2 separate regions of the Mus musculus genome follow, and region 2 is linked to region 1. A link is a contact called in public Hi-C data. All regions are on one chromosome and are shown on one strand. The core of a region is the stretch at or near the end of the contact, and the rest is flanking DNA. Distances in the headings are between cores, read along the strand shown.

What was found. A called contact is a pair of places that touch in the nucleus more often than the background predicts.
Region 2: a contact with region 1 is called in a Hi-C map of uterus, with 4 times the contacts expected there. The contact joins the promoter of Mmgt1 here to the enhancer-like site in region 1. A contact is called at or near these places in 4 of 39 promoter capture datasets (the C10 cell line, fetal liver, hematopoietic stem and progenitor cells and 1 more), 2 of 484 Hi-C or Micro-C datasets (group 2 innate lymphoid cells and uterus), 1 of 115 datasets of contacts at active chromatin or transcription factors (the 230-238 cell line) and 3 of 9 other capture datasets (adipose tissue, liver and pancreatic islet).

What each region holds. Positions count from the first base shown.
Region 1 is chrX:56,467,240-56,474,639 of GRCm38.p6, reverse strand. All of the region lies in intron 2 of Ints6l (integrator complex subunit 6 like), which reads right to left. Among named protein-coding and RNA genes, the nearest start is that of Ints6l, 16 kb to the right of the region's middle. Within about 2 kb of position 2,804, at least 3 of the 459 cell types and tissues checked have an H3K27ac peak or open chromatin away from gene starts, as enhancers often do. A contact at or near this core is called in uterus, where this site is marked.
Region 2 is chrX:56,593,394-56,600,793 of GRCm38.p6, reverse strand. Mmgt1 (membrane magnesium transporter 1) reads left to right here and starts at 2,850. Exons shown (of 4, transcript NM_146234.4): 1 at 2,850-3,009; 2 at 5,352-5,404. The coding sequence starts at 2,931. Gm36239 (a long non-coding RNA gene) reads right to left here and starts at 2,602. Exons shown (of 3, transcript XR_386934.2): 1 at 2,492-2,602; 2 at 1,640-1,736; 3 at 1,138-1,531.

The DNA.
Region 1 (7,400 bases), core at 1,555-4,054:
ACTAGCAAAAGTAGTTGGGTGTAGTGTAATATGTAGTCCAGGTAAACGCCTGTTCCTTCTGTCTCAGCCTCTCAAGTGCTAGGACTAAATGTGTGTGCATTCACACGAGTGTTTTTAAAACATTGCAACTTGAATATTTTAAGTTGTGTATGGCAGACCTTGTATTATTTCTTTTAGTCGCTGAATCTGCTAAGGACAAGGAGGTCAGACATGAGGGCTGGCCTTTGAGAGAGCAGACAATGGAGCCATTAGAGATTTCAGGGCCAGGGGAAACAAGATAAAACAATGCCTCTGAAAGATCAGTCTGGTAAGTAACAACCAAAACAGACCAGAGGAAGGAAAACGGTATTCAGAAAAAGAAACTATGGAGTAATCCAGGACTGGGGCAGTCGGGACCAGAATAGCGACAGGATGAAGGCAGAGTAAACCGAAAAAAAAAAAAAAAAAAAAAAAAAGAAACATTTGAAATGTACAAGCTGTGACTCAGTCATGGAGGACAGGCCTAAAAGGGGAAGATGATAAGAGATCCGGAGAAGGGAGGTTTAGGGCCAAGAAGTAAACCCGGGATGAGCAAAGTCCGAAAGGAAGCATTTGTTGTTTTCACGGATCAAGCTGGAAAGGTGTCTCAATGATGGGGATGGTGAATAATGGCAGACAGTATTTATCAGTGCTCATTCACAGGGAACTCGCCTATGTAAAGCACAGAATCTAAGATATATCATTCTCATCTTAGCCTCGGAATCAGAAGCTCACAGAAGGGGGCTACTAGTGTTACATCCATTTTCTAGATGAAGACACTGAGATGTATCGAGGCCAAGCCAGAATCTTGAAGGAAGGGAGCCTAAATCTTAGGGCATGTCCCTCCCACTAAAACCACTTCACTACTCTCACGCATGCTCTCTAAGTGGTCTCATACACATGCTGTTAGATTAATGTCTAAGTTCAAAGTTAATAGAGTTTTCAAATTTCAAGTTACTCAGCCTATTTTCCCTGATGGCTAAGTTCAGGACACTTAGGGTTTGGGTAGTAAATTTAAAAATTATATGACCCTGGTCTAGTCCTGGGTGTCACCAGCTACCTGGCACAGTCCAGAATAAGTGTCTGGAGAACTATTTCATCATCCAAGAAATGAAAGAGCTATAAAACCAGCCCTAAGCCAGGCGTGATAGAACATGCCTTTAACCCCGGCACTCTAAAGGAAGAGGCAGACGGATCAATGGGAGATTGTAGTTAGCCAGGTTTACATAGAGAGTTCCAGGCTAGCCAGGGTTACACAGTGAGGCTCTTAACATCTTAACATCCCTTCTAATTTTCATATCCCATAATTCTACACCCCATAACAATCCTTCTAGAAACATTTACTTACCCTATAATTCCATGTCTTATAATAGTCATTCAAGTAAAACCGACCTACAGAAGGAAAACACCTACTGCCTTATAAAGTATGTTAATTTAGGTCTTGTTTACATTTGCATAGCCCACTTAAAAATACCATTTCGTATCAAGAGAAGAACACAGGGATTTCTGCAGACTGGTGACCCATTCTGTTCTCAGCTCTGCCTAACTGGCCACTAGCTACGTATTCCCCAGTTACACCAGTACACAGTAGAGAGAGTCTCCTCAGAGGTGGGAAGCCTCCAATGAAGTTTCTTATTACCACTATCTGTACCTTCTACCCTAAGTGCCAAGTTTAGAGCCAATCTGCCAGCACTGTCTTTCCCAGACTGTTGCTAAAGCCCCTTTGAATTGCCTGTTCTCTGACCTGCAGTGCTTCTGAGGTAGGTAGTCCTGGTCCTAAACAGACCAACATACATCTAGATCGGATCCTTAGTCAAGCCTTTATGAGGAAGAAGGGTGTTACTTAGAACTCTGATCTGACTCTCATGGTTGATGCCTGTAATCCCTGCACTTGGGAAAGCTGAGGCAGAAGAGTGAGTTGGAGGCAAACCAGACCTTGTCTCAAAAAATAAACAACAAAAGGGACTCTAGCTGGTTCTTGTGTCTATTTCTCCACTGGCTTCAAATGGAGGAATATTTAGCAACCGCCCACCCCCAAATCTCAGCATCTTATTCATCATTCCATTTCCCAGAGACCATTTCCTACATCTCTGATGTAGGGTTTTTCTTTATTTTATTTTTATTTTTATTATTTTTTTATTTTTTTGGCTTTTCTAGACAGGGTTTCTCTCTATAGCCCTGGCTGTCCTGGAACTCACTTTGTACACCAGGCTGGCCTCGAACTCGAAATCTGCCTGCCTCTGCCTCCCAAGTGCTGGGATTAAAGGTGTACCGCTACCACCACCTGGCTTCTTTATTTTTTTAATAGAGAAACTCTGCCCTCTATTAAACCTTGGCAGGAATTCTAAACAAGTAAAGGAGATAGAAGATCCACAGTGCTCGAAGGGGAGGGATGTGGGAGTAGTGCTAGAGCCCTTTCTGCTCTAGCTCTAAAGGTCATTTGTAATCCTTTTCCAAAATATTAGTGACCTTGATTGACTTAAGATAATTCAAATGTTTCATAAACACAGTATTAACATCCCCATCCAAAGTCGTGCATAAAGGTATTTAGGACAGCTGCACCTAAATGTTCTTTACAAACTATGTAAATTGAGTATAAGCAGAAAAAAAAAATAGATGATTGAAATTCTCTAGCATGGTTAGCTATTAAAAGGTACCAGCAGTGGATCTATTCAAAGAGCAAATAATAAAAAATAAAAATAAAGCACTACATGTTACAGACTGTCACGACCCAGCCTCTCTTACACACCAGTCACTGTGACCTTCTGTCCCCAACTCATGCCTCATTTGGGAGCACAGTTGCTCCTCAGCCTATCTTGACACTCTCCTGATAGCCGCACAGTCTAAGTCATCCCAGCTGAGGAGAGCCCTTCATGGCGACTGAATAACAAGGGCTGCTGTTGATGTCCGGGAGACAATACATGTTGCTTTCCCTCCTCAACACACATTTGGTTTTGCATGAAAGGAAATAAAAGCAGCCTGATAGTATTTGTTCTTCATAAGCCTATGCTAAAGGGCTAATCTCGACCTTCAGCTTCTTTGTAGATAGTTACAAACTAGATGATTAACGGATTTGAACATTTTCCCAGATGTCCCAAGTTAAAGTCTAAATATAGTAGGGCCATCAATTCTTTTGTTGAAGGATAAACAGTTTTTCTTTTTTTCCATCTGCTCTCCATAAGTTTAGGGAAAGTTTTCTCTGTAGCAACCCAGACCATTGAAATAAAGCAATTTCAACAGTATTTTTTAACCAGTTTACTTTCTTCTTCAATTTGACACTGTTCATCTTTGTCATCAAGAACCGGGTCTATGTCAGTAAACAGATGAAAAAGATGGAATGATGGAACAAAAATATGCCCAGCTTTTCCAATCAACTCTGTCTCTCCACAAGACAAATGACTTTTCTCTTGGTTCTTGTCCTTAGCCTTATGCCAAATATTTGTGCAACTTAAAGCTTTCAATGTTAAGAATTCCCTCCTTGGGATTAAAATGGATTCAAATTCAATTCTTCGCCCATCCCTGTTCCCAATTTTGGAGGCTTGTTTGTTTTGTTTGTTTGTTTGGTGGTTTCAGTTATATTTTAAAAACTGACTTGTTCGATCTTGTGTGTGTGCGTGCGCCTGCTTGTGTATATGTGTATCGCATGCACACCTGGTGCCTGGGGAGTCCAGAAGAGGGCACCAGGTCCCCAAGAACTGTACTTACAGATGGTCGTGAGCTGCCATGTAGGTACTGGGAACTGAACTCTAGTCCTCTGCAAGAGCAACAAATGCTCTTAAATTGCTAAGCCATATCTCCAGCCCCACCTTTAGCTTTTATTTCAGGTAGAGTCTCCTTCTGTAGCCCAAACTGCCCTGGAATTCAATATATAGACTGTCCTGGTTGACTCGTTGACAGTCCTCCTGCCTCAGCTTTCAAAGTGCTGAGTTTATGGACATGAGCCACCACACACAGGTCTGCTCTCCAATCTCTATATAAGAGATGTATCAGTAATAGAACACTCTGACAGATGAAATCATTAAAATAGCCATTCAGATTATTTCTATCTAATTCACCTCTGAAGGAAGGCATTAGCATTAGGGCGGACACATTGAGAAGATGCCATAGCATTGCAGCAATGAAACGGTTGCCTTGTGTGCCCTCTCCTATTTCCCCCAACATGGAAAATTTTAACTTGGTTTCCTTTGTGAAGATTTTCACTTTTTTTCCCTTATTTTATTTTACGGAGACATAGCCCTGGCTGGCTGGGAAACTGCTATGTAGAACAGCCTAAGCCCACGGAGAAGCATCCCTCGGCTTTGGCATTTGACTAATGGTACTGCTACACCCTTGGGAGGCTCAAGGGATGCATTCTGTTAGTCTTTTGATCAGTAGAGCTCTTTCTTACAACACACTTGGTTGAGGAATACATGGTTTCTCCGATTCCCATTTGTCTGAGTTACTCCTTGAGGGCCCCTGCATCTTGAACTTGCTAAAATCTGCAAAATCCATTCTCATTCACTAGAGAATCTCTCTGCCTGTGGACACGGAATGCTACCATTCCATCCCTGTGCTTCAGGAGGTACAACTGAACAAGACTGTCTCCTACACTAAAACAAAACAAAACAAAACAAAACCCACTTTATTAAAAAGTGGTTCCCTTATATATTACTACAAATGCTTATTTATCACTCTGTGGCCTGTTGAATTGTTTTCCAAGGGGCTGACAGAGACTCACAGGATTACATGTGTTAAGTAAACTGAGCAGAAAACAAACAGTCAGTGAAAAGTAAGGTAAGAGCAGAGGAAATTTGATCTTCAGCAGTGAGTGGATGGGCACATGTAGAAATTAACAGTTTCAAGACTTTCATCTTCTGTCTGAGTCTATTGCACTGCTACATATAATGGAACAAAACTTGGATATCTATGTTTTTTTTTTTTTAAGCTCTTTTGTTGGCAGGAAAATGGTTTGGTGGCTAAGAGCACTCATAGCTCTTCAAAAGAACCCAAATTTGGTTCTCAGCACCCAGCCCTATCAGATGGTACCTAACCACTTGTAATTGCAGCTTCGGACACTCCTACAGCCTCCTTTGGCCTCTGTGGGTGCATGCACATACATACACACATATACATAAATAACTAAACAAATATTTTTAAAAGCTACTGTGCAGATTTTTGTTTTCAATATTAGCTTCTAAGATGAGATTTGTTTTTCTTTTGTTTTTTTTTTTGGTTTTGGTTTTGGGGTTTGGGTTTTGCTTTGTTTTGTTTTTGTTTTTGTTTTTGTTTTTGTTTTTTTGAGGAGTCTTACTATATAGCCAGGCTAACTTCAAACTCACTAGCCTTATGCCTTTCTTAGCCTCTGACTGCTAAGAGTCCAAGTGTTATCGAGCCTAGGTACAGTGAGACATTTTTGTGGACAGATACACAAGATAAAAATTCACAGAAATGGCCTAGGGAAAAGCACACTTGGCTCTTGGTCAGGGATGACGCTCAGCAATGCGAACAGGATGGTCATTTATGACTTTCTAATATCACACAGCATCTCTTCCCAGGGGGCTAATTCTTTTTTTAAAAAAAAATATCTCAAAATAAGTTTTGAGTTGATTTGCACAAAATAAAAGTAACATTCATTCACTGTTGAAAATCCACCCATAAAAAGAAAGCTAGTCTGTTCGCTCAACCTTCAGCACCTGGATTCTGAAGTAATCATTGACAGGCGACTTGGGAAAAGCAAGCGTTGTAGCAGCAAACAGGAGCACTATAAAGTGGGGTGGCACTTACCAACTTGAGTAAGCTATTTTCTGAAACTTCAAGTGATTTCTAAATCACACGGAATTCCACTCCTCAATTATTCCGCTTCCTGCCTTTCAGCCCTATAGCTTTCTCCTACTCCCTTCAGGAAGGAACCATGGAAATAATCCAGTCTGATCCTGTCGTTTACCAGATGAGGAAACTCACACCATAAAAGATTCGGGCGACTTGCTCAGGGGTCATGGGTGTAATTAGTAGCAGACTCAGGTTAAAACCCTAGGTCTCCCACCCTTGCAGCTCAGGCACAGCATGCAGGAAGCCAAGGCAGTGGAAAGCTCGTTTTGCAGACAGGATGGACTATGCCCAGCTTTTGAATCCACTTTTAACATATAGCTTAAAAGCATTACTTTGAAATGAAGTTCACACAGGACATAATGGCTCCTGCCTTTAATCCCAGCACTTGGGAGGCAAAGGCAGGTAGATATGCATGAGTTCCAGGCTAGCCTGGTCTACAGAGCAAGTTCCACAACAGCTAGGGGCTACATGGAGAAAACCTGTGTGTGTGTGTGTTTTTGTGTGTGTGTGTGTGTGAGACAGAGAGAGAGAGAGGCAGAGAGACAGAGAGAAAGATAGAGGGAAAGAGAGAGACAGAAAGAGAAATAAAATTTACAGTGTTTATATACGTGTGGAAATTTTCATGGAAACGAGAGATCTGCTTTATACATCATTGACATTCTTCTCTAAGAAATGAAGCAGAAGGGAGTCCTTACTTTCCAATGCCATGGCTGAATTAAATGTTTGATACGAACCCAAGAATCCCACAGTCTATTGCCTAGCTATGTGGGCTCTCTTCCATGGTGACAGAAATGCAGAGACTGAGCCTTTTCACTAAACAAATGTGCTTCTAGGCAACTTCAGGCCAATTTAAACCAATGCGCTCTGGTCTGGTTCAGGCTAATAAACCACTAAAGGTCATACTCCAGTTCCCTCCCCCATTCCCTCGGAGCCTCTCCAGTATAACAACAGTTTAAAAGCACCTTCTGTCACATCATCCCCTCAAGTCACACCCTTAATGGGAACCTTTCAGTTCACTTCCTTCCTGATCCCTCCCCCCACCCCAGTCCATAAGCTGCCAGGCTGTGGATCTCTTAGGTCCTTTGTTAAGTGAGGTTCTAAGGGTTGCAGACAGAGTCCGATAGTCACACCCAGCAGGTATATGAGACAGGTCTGGCTGAAGTGTTAGGCCACAAATGATGAAGTATAAATTTATAGAGAAACATGGAGCAGGTCCCAGAGAGCTCTAAAAACCCAGAGAAAGTTGGACTTGGCCTCCATAGGCATGGAGAGTCTTTGAAGGTTCATGGGGAGAACGATGTGAGGAAATGAAATTTTAAAGAAAATGAACAGTTGGTTTGAACGGATGGTAGGAACATGGGAGGTCCCTGGAAGACCAATTACAAGGTTGGTATAACGCTCAAAGCATCACAACATAGAGGGCAGCAAAAGTGAGTTGAAGCTAAGGCTGTAGGAGGCCTGTTAAAGGGACGCCAGCTAGGCCTTAGAAAAAAGATGGAAAGAATCAAAGCTGCATCGTGGTTTGCTTTAAATCCTACGTGATTTGATGCAACAGGACGACTCAATCCATGGAC
Region 2 (7,400 bases), core at 1,601-4,100, 130 kb before region 1:
AGGTAAACCTAGGCCAGTTTTCTGGTATTTGATACACTGATAAAGGTCAAAATTGTGCTGATGCATGAAAAAGAGTGAGACGCAGGGGGGCTGGTGAGATGGCTCAGTGGTTAAGAGCGCGACTGCTCTTCCAAAGGTCCCGAGTTCAAATCCCAGCAACCACATGGTGGCTCACAACCATCCATAACGAAATCTGATGCCCTCTTCTGGAGTGTCTGAAGACAGCTACAGTGTACTTACATATAATAAATAAATGAATCTTTAAGAGTGAGACGCAGAGATGCAAACATATCTTAAGTGAATAGAGAAAGCAAAACTGCTTTTCTAGGACCAAGTCACTTCTCTAAAGCATAGGAAAATGCATTGGTGGCTTATACAAATACCAGACTTCTCAGTAGGTGTATTTCTCCATAATATCTCTGTTTCTGTCTCTGTCTCTGTCTTTCTCTCAGAAGTGGCCCAGAATTCAGACACTCCCAGAAAACTCTTAGCTGCTCACGGTGTTACAAGCTAAGTTCCCCAGCACTGGGTGGGAGGATAAAGCACAAAAATTTCATTTATGATTCTGAGGCCTGCAGAGACTACAGAGTGAGAGTCTGTCGCTTTCTCCCTCTCAAAACCCTCTAACATTTTATTAATCATTTTCTGCTTCAGATAACTTGTTATTAGATCACATGGAAAAGTTGTTATTAGGTCAAGTGGAAAAGTTTTATTTCCATTTAAATATGACCATTATCTAAGCTAAAACAAAATTTTGATGTGATTTTTAATTTTTATTGGTTATTTTATTTATTTACATTTCAAATGTTATCCCCCCTCCCAGTTTCCCCTCCACAAACCCACTATCCCTACAGCCTGCTTCTATGAGGGTGTGCCCCCACCCATCCACCCATTCCTGCCACACCCCCCCCTGTCATTCCCCTACACTGGGGCATTGAGCCTCCACAGGACCTAGGGCCTCTCCTCCCATTGATGCCTGACAAGGCAATCCTCTGCTACATATGCAGCTGGAGCAATGGGTCTCTCCATGTGTACTTTTTGGTTGGTGGTTTAGTCCCTGGGAGTTCTGGGGTGTCTGGTTGGTTGATACTGTTGTTCTTCCTATGGGGTTGCAAACCCCTTCAGTCCTCCCCCTAACTCCTCCTCTTAAGCACCGTCCTGTCAACTAAATAGTGTTGAGTTGGCTTGTTCTGATTCTGAAGTTCATTGTTACTTGTCCTTTTGTAAGGAATATATGCTACTGCAATTGCTATGGATCAAGCACTGTGTGTAGAGGGTCCAGAGAACAGTGATGACTATGACTTAATGTGATGGGATCCAGTTTTTCAGATTTGAAGAAACTTAAGCATACCAAAAGACCACAGGCTTTTAAGAACTAGACTGAATCTCTGTAAAGATCTTTTCAGTGATAAAAACACTCTTTGTTCTTCACCAACAGTTGTTCACCCTTCATCCAACATGTTTGTATGCAATGCCTGCTGTTTGACAATGTTCTAGAGAGGGAGAAAGCTGTCTTCTTGCAGCTCCCATCCTAGAGTGGGAAGAGAGGCAGCAAACAATAGCAACCCAACAAACATAATAAAGAAATAACATCGTTTAGAAGATGATATAAAGTCAGAATAGAATAAGGAGATCATACCTGAGAATGCTTCAACTTTCAAAGGCATGGTAAGGACCAGCAGTACTGACCAGGTACTGGTGAGTCAACTGATTCAGATGACACAGTTCTTTGGAGACTGATGGGAAAGAATGGTAATCAGGCTTCACACTTATTTTGTGATATGACATCAACAAAGCTGTGCCACTCAGCCAGGGGCACTGAAGTAACTTATATAGAGTTGAGGGTGTGAGTTACCTTTGGCCATAAAAATGTCGTGCCCACAGGGTTTACTCACACGCAAATGAATACTCAGCAGTGAGTAGCTAGGAATGCTGATCTGGAGCTAAGGAGTTATGGTATTTGAGGTAAAGTTGTTGATTTGGAATCACTGGAAAAACTAAGCTGGTCTGAAGTGGAAATGAACTAATGAGCTTGCTGAGAGTAGAGCGAAAAGAGATCCAGGAAAAACTCTCCTTCTGAATGCCTACATTTTAGGAGATGAAGATAAAAATGGAGAAAGGTTACAGTTGTGTGCTCATCAGACTGTTTCCAACATCCCTTTATTCTCCCTTCATACATTCTAGCTTTCTTCATGACAAAACAGTCCCGCTGTGCTACACTCTCTTTTGTGTGGATCTTGCTCATAGAAACGTAAAGCAGAAAGGTAAGATGTTGAACCAATGCTCTGAGCGTCCCCAACATGCGAGAGTTCAGGGCTCCATACCCCCCAAGTTACTCTCTACACTTTATTTACTTCCTCACGTTGATGCCCTTGCAACCTGCCTCGGTAACCGTTTCTGAGGCCAGAGGCATAAGAAAGACTTAGTGAAAGGAAAGGACTCTGTTGGGAGGAAAACCAAATCAATTAACCAATTATCAAATACCAAGTACCAGGCTTTCGAGTTCTACGCCCACAGCCATTTAGCAACGCCACCAGCCCCACCTTCTTCTCCTCCCAGGCCTTTCCGTAAGTCCCGCCCCTTCTCCAAATCCGGCGCGTATTTGCGGACGCTCTACCTCGTCTCCCCATTGGTCTCGCTCGGCCTGTTCTTTCACGCCCCCAACTCAGCCCTGCCTCTCTCCGGGAAGCTGCACTGCGCAGTCGCAGAGGAGGCCTCAGGCCCTTTTTCCGTGTCGCTGTCCCCTTCTTCCCGGCATTCCTTTTTCCGCGTTCTCTCGGCGGCTCTCTGGGTCTGGCCACCGCCGGCACTTCGCGCCCAGGGCTCTGGTGACGTCATGTTCCTGCGCCGCGTGGACGCCCGCCGGTGAAAGGAGGAGTACCTCTGCCGCCCTTCGTCTCCTTTTGTTGGGCTGCCGCTCCTTCTGAATCATGGCGCCGTCGCTGTGGAAGGGGCTTGTAGGTGTCGGGCTTTTTGCCCTAGCCCACGCTGCCTTTTCAGCTGCGCAGCGTAAGTAACTGAGGGACTGGGACCGCTCGCGTGGGGGACACCAGGGGCTGTGGGGGCGCTCCCCTAAGGGACTGTTGAACCCAGTGCAGGAGAGCCGTTTTAGGTCGGGGTGACTAAGTAAAGCCGTGCAGGGTCCTCAGCGGAGGGCTTGAGATCAGATGGCTGAGGAACACCTAGATTGCAGGACGGCCAGAAGAGGTTGCTGAGGTTTGAGAAAGAATTCAGACCGGGACTCTGTCCCAGAACTCCAGACACGACATGCCATATGCAGCCTAGGTAGCTAAGACAAAGTGTGGAATTGAGAACTTTGCATGCATGTGGCATCGTGACAGCTAGCTAGACAGCATCCCGGCCACTCTGCTGTCCAGGCAAAGACGGAGAAGTTAAGTGACCGCTTGCCTCAGGGAGGCACTGTGACACGGGGAAAGAGCAGTGGACTGGTTTAAAAGGTTGGTTGTTAACATTTTGCTTAACTGTTAAATCTGTGTGACCTTGGGCAAATGATAACGGTGCTGTATGGTGGGTTTTTATTTTTGTATTTTTTTGTTTTTTGTTTTTGTTTGTTTTCTCAGATCAATAATTGAAGTTGCTTCTGCTTTTAGGTGCTAGAGGTTCCTTGATTCCTTTAAGGGAATTCTTAGACTAGTGGAAAAACTAGTGGGCCAACAAATAATTGCAGTAAGATAATGTGAATGTTCCAAAGGTGTGTGTGTGTGTGTGTGTGTGTGTATGTGTATGTATGTGTGTATGTATGTTCATGGGGAGTAGTAATTTGGTGGGACCCTGGGGAAAGTGCCTTAGAGCTTTGCTGCTCATAGTGTGGTCAGTAGAGCAGCATCGTGGACATCACCTGGGACCTTGTTAGTGTCTACTCAGGCTCCACCTCAGAACTGTTGAATCAGAATATTCGTTTTAATAAATCCCTGGGTGATTTATAGTTTGTGAAGCACTGTCCTGGAGGAGAATAGGATACACTGGAGTACTGGTTATTTTCGAAGTAAGCTTTGGCTCTACTATAGTCACAAAGCAAGTAAGGCCCTTGCTTGAACTCCAACAGCCTCATTTTCCCAGTGAAGAAATGCCTAGCTGAAGATAGTCTTAAATTTCCAGAGTAGACTTCATTCAAACAAGAAAGTTAGCTAGAAGTGTGTCATTAAAAGGTTAATCCAAACAGCATATGATATTGGATTGATTTTGCTTTTATCCCTGTCCTTACAGGCTCTGTAAGTTCAAATATACTCTGCCTGCATATTTTTTTAAGCAGACTCAATACATTCACACAAGTCATTTTAAGTCTAGAGTACATTATGAATTAGGGATTGTCCTATTTAATCTAGAAGTGGATTGTCCTACTTCATCTAGAATAATATTGTCCTGCTTGATGTAGAATTAAGATTTTGGATTTTTATATTTTTCAAGTGCTAAGAATGCCTTGTGGACTGAAGCAAGACCTCTGCACTGCTCGTGCTGGCAAAAGACTGCCATTTACCTTTGACACTAGTTGTGTCATGGGAAATTGTGGCAGCAGATAGCATCCTATGGTGCTGGAGCATGCTCATCTCTGCCATAGTGACCTTTGATATAGCAGAGCTCTCACTGTTCATACACGAAATAAACCCTGTTCACCTTTCACGTTCCCATTTGCCACAGAGGAAACTGAGGCAGTGCAACTCTGTTCACTTTCCCATTGTAACATTCTGCAATTGAAGTAAGTGCTGGAGTTGCTGAGGATGTCTTGAATGAGGTACAGTAAATTGTAGTAAACAGAAAAGCTGGTGCTATGTATGACTTGGGGTTACCAGTTTCTAGATCCTGATCGCAGCCTTCAGTCCCTTGCAGCCTGCAGAAGTGAAGGCAGCAGCAGAATTAAGCAGTAGCAAGGACAGAAATTGAAGTCCTGGAACTCGAGTTACATCACTGCACTGAAGAGGAACATTTCCATACCAGTTTTCACTTTGGCTTCACTATGCAGTGGCAGGGTCATTGAGCATTGAAAATGTTTGTAGTCCTATTGATTGTTAAATAGTTATGACTTCTTTGACTACTTAGTGAAAGAAACAGTTTCAAAATTTCTAGAGTTTCTATACTAATGAAAAATTATGCTTAGTTCTTTCGGTTTCATATTTGCCATCTGTCACTTACTTAAGGTGATAAGACAGGCCTTGACAAGCATAAACTAATTCATAAAGATAAGGCTAACTATATTAGAAGAGGTTTTTGAGGAATCTGGGATCATTACTTTATGTAGTATATAAGTCAACCACTTTGGTCTATTGATTTTCTTGTATTTTAAGAAAGGAAAATGGGCTATAATTTCCTAATGGTGTGCTTCTGCTTTCTAGATCGTTCTTATATGCGACTAACAGAAAAGGAAGATGAATCATTACCAATAGATGTAAGTTGGTCGTTTATATTCCATTAAGTACACATTTAAAATCAGTCACTTTGCTTATGACAATTTTTATTTTGTCTTTTTAATTTTTTTTATAATTTTCAAGCATGATATGGCATTTGTTACCTGCTTCTTTTTTATTAAATTTTTTTGAATTAGAGTCTCAGTATGTAGCTCTGAATGGCTTGGATCTTGCTATATAGACTTGGCTGGTCTCAAATTCACAGAGATCTACCTGCTTCTGCCTCTGCCTCTTTCTTTGCCTCCTGAGTGCTAGGATTAAAGTCCTGTGTTACCTTGCCCAGCTGTTACCTGCTCTTATCACTGTAAAATCGAAAGATTTTGAAATCTTAAAAAAATTCTATTAGACCTTTTTGATCAGACATGGAGGCTTATACCTATAATCCCAGCGCTTGGAGATTGAGGCATGAGGATTGGTGTGAGTTTGAAGTCAACTTGGACTACAGAATAAGACCCTTGTCGTAAAAACAAAAGCTAAAGAAGGAAATGGGGGTGTCTCTGTATTGACAGTATAAAATGGCCTTTAAAAATTGTCATTTGGCTCAAATTTTTATAAAAATTCCTTTTTAAATATTTTATTATGCGTGTAGCAGTTCATGCCACAGCGTAAGTGTGTAGGTCACTTATGTGACAGTGTAACAGCAGGAGTCAGGTCTCTTCTTCCACCATGTGGGTCCCAGGGAAAAAAGTCTCAGGTCGTCAGGCTTGATGGCAAGCATCCTCACCTGCTCAGCCATTTCACTGTCCCAACAGTTAGTTCTTTTGAAAATGAAGGTTAAGAACAAGCAGTGCGGAAAAAGGTGGCTTTCAACTTGAGTTAATCCTAGTCCTCACTTGACTGTTTTACTAGTTTACTGTTATTAGATTTAAACTTACCAAAACTGTAAGTTCTTTGTAACAAACTTAAACAATAGTGTGAAAATATCTAATCATTCAAAATTAAAACAGTGGAAGCAACAAAACTGATCCCATTCCCTGGCAACTTCACATTTGCTCTTAATAGTTTAAAGGGCATCAGTGTTTAGGCTGTAGAGTGTATGGACAGTGTTGTCTTGCTGCATGTACTTTACCTAACTGAGACAGCTTTGCGGGGGCTGGCGAGGTGTCTCAGTGGGGAAAGACGCTGGCTGAAAAGCCTGATAATTTGACTTTAATCCCTGGAACCTACATGGTAGGAGAGATCCAACTTGTGCCAGATGGCTCAGATTTGAACCCTTCCTTATGCTATGGCACTTACTGCCCCCACCTATAAATATGAACCAAATGGCAAAATTAAGGTGAAAACTAGATCCTTTAAAAAAGCATTATGCACTTGCATGTGTAGTTTACAAATTGTTTTTGAAATTAAAATATAATTGTATCATTTTGCCCTTTCCTTTCCTCCTTCTCAATGCTTCCCGTGCACTCATCCCCCACTCTCACTCAACTTCATGGCCTCTGTTTCTTTAATTATTGTTATATGCATACACATATGTGTATATATTCCTAAATATATAAATACAACCTGCTCAGTTCTTGCAATGTTACTTGAATGTGTATGATTTCAGAGATGCCCATGGGGCCTCAGCCCTAGACAAAGCACAGCCAGCTAAGGAATGCCGAGAGCATGGAGAAATAGTCTTCCCGAGGGAAGAGCTCCCAGATTCGCTCTCTAATGCTAAGTGTGTATTTAGCTTTATAGTTAGCTAACGTTCCTGTTTTGTTTGTTGAGACAGAGTCTATGTGGCCTAAGTAAGCACTGAAATCATATGGCCCAAGCATGGCCTTGAAAGTCTTGAGTCTGCTGCCTTCATCTGTGTGCTGAGATTACAGGCATGTGCCAGTAAACCTACTTCAGAGTTACCTTTTCATGGACATAATCTTTCTGGAATGTATTTTGATGACAATCCATTGGTTTTTCACATTCTTACTAACAGTGTGTTCTATGAAGGACATTCTCTGTGGGGCTAGGGATGTAACTCAGTACAGTGTTTGCCTG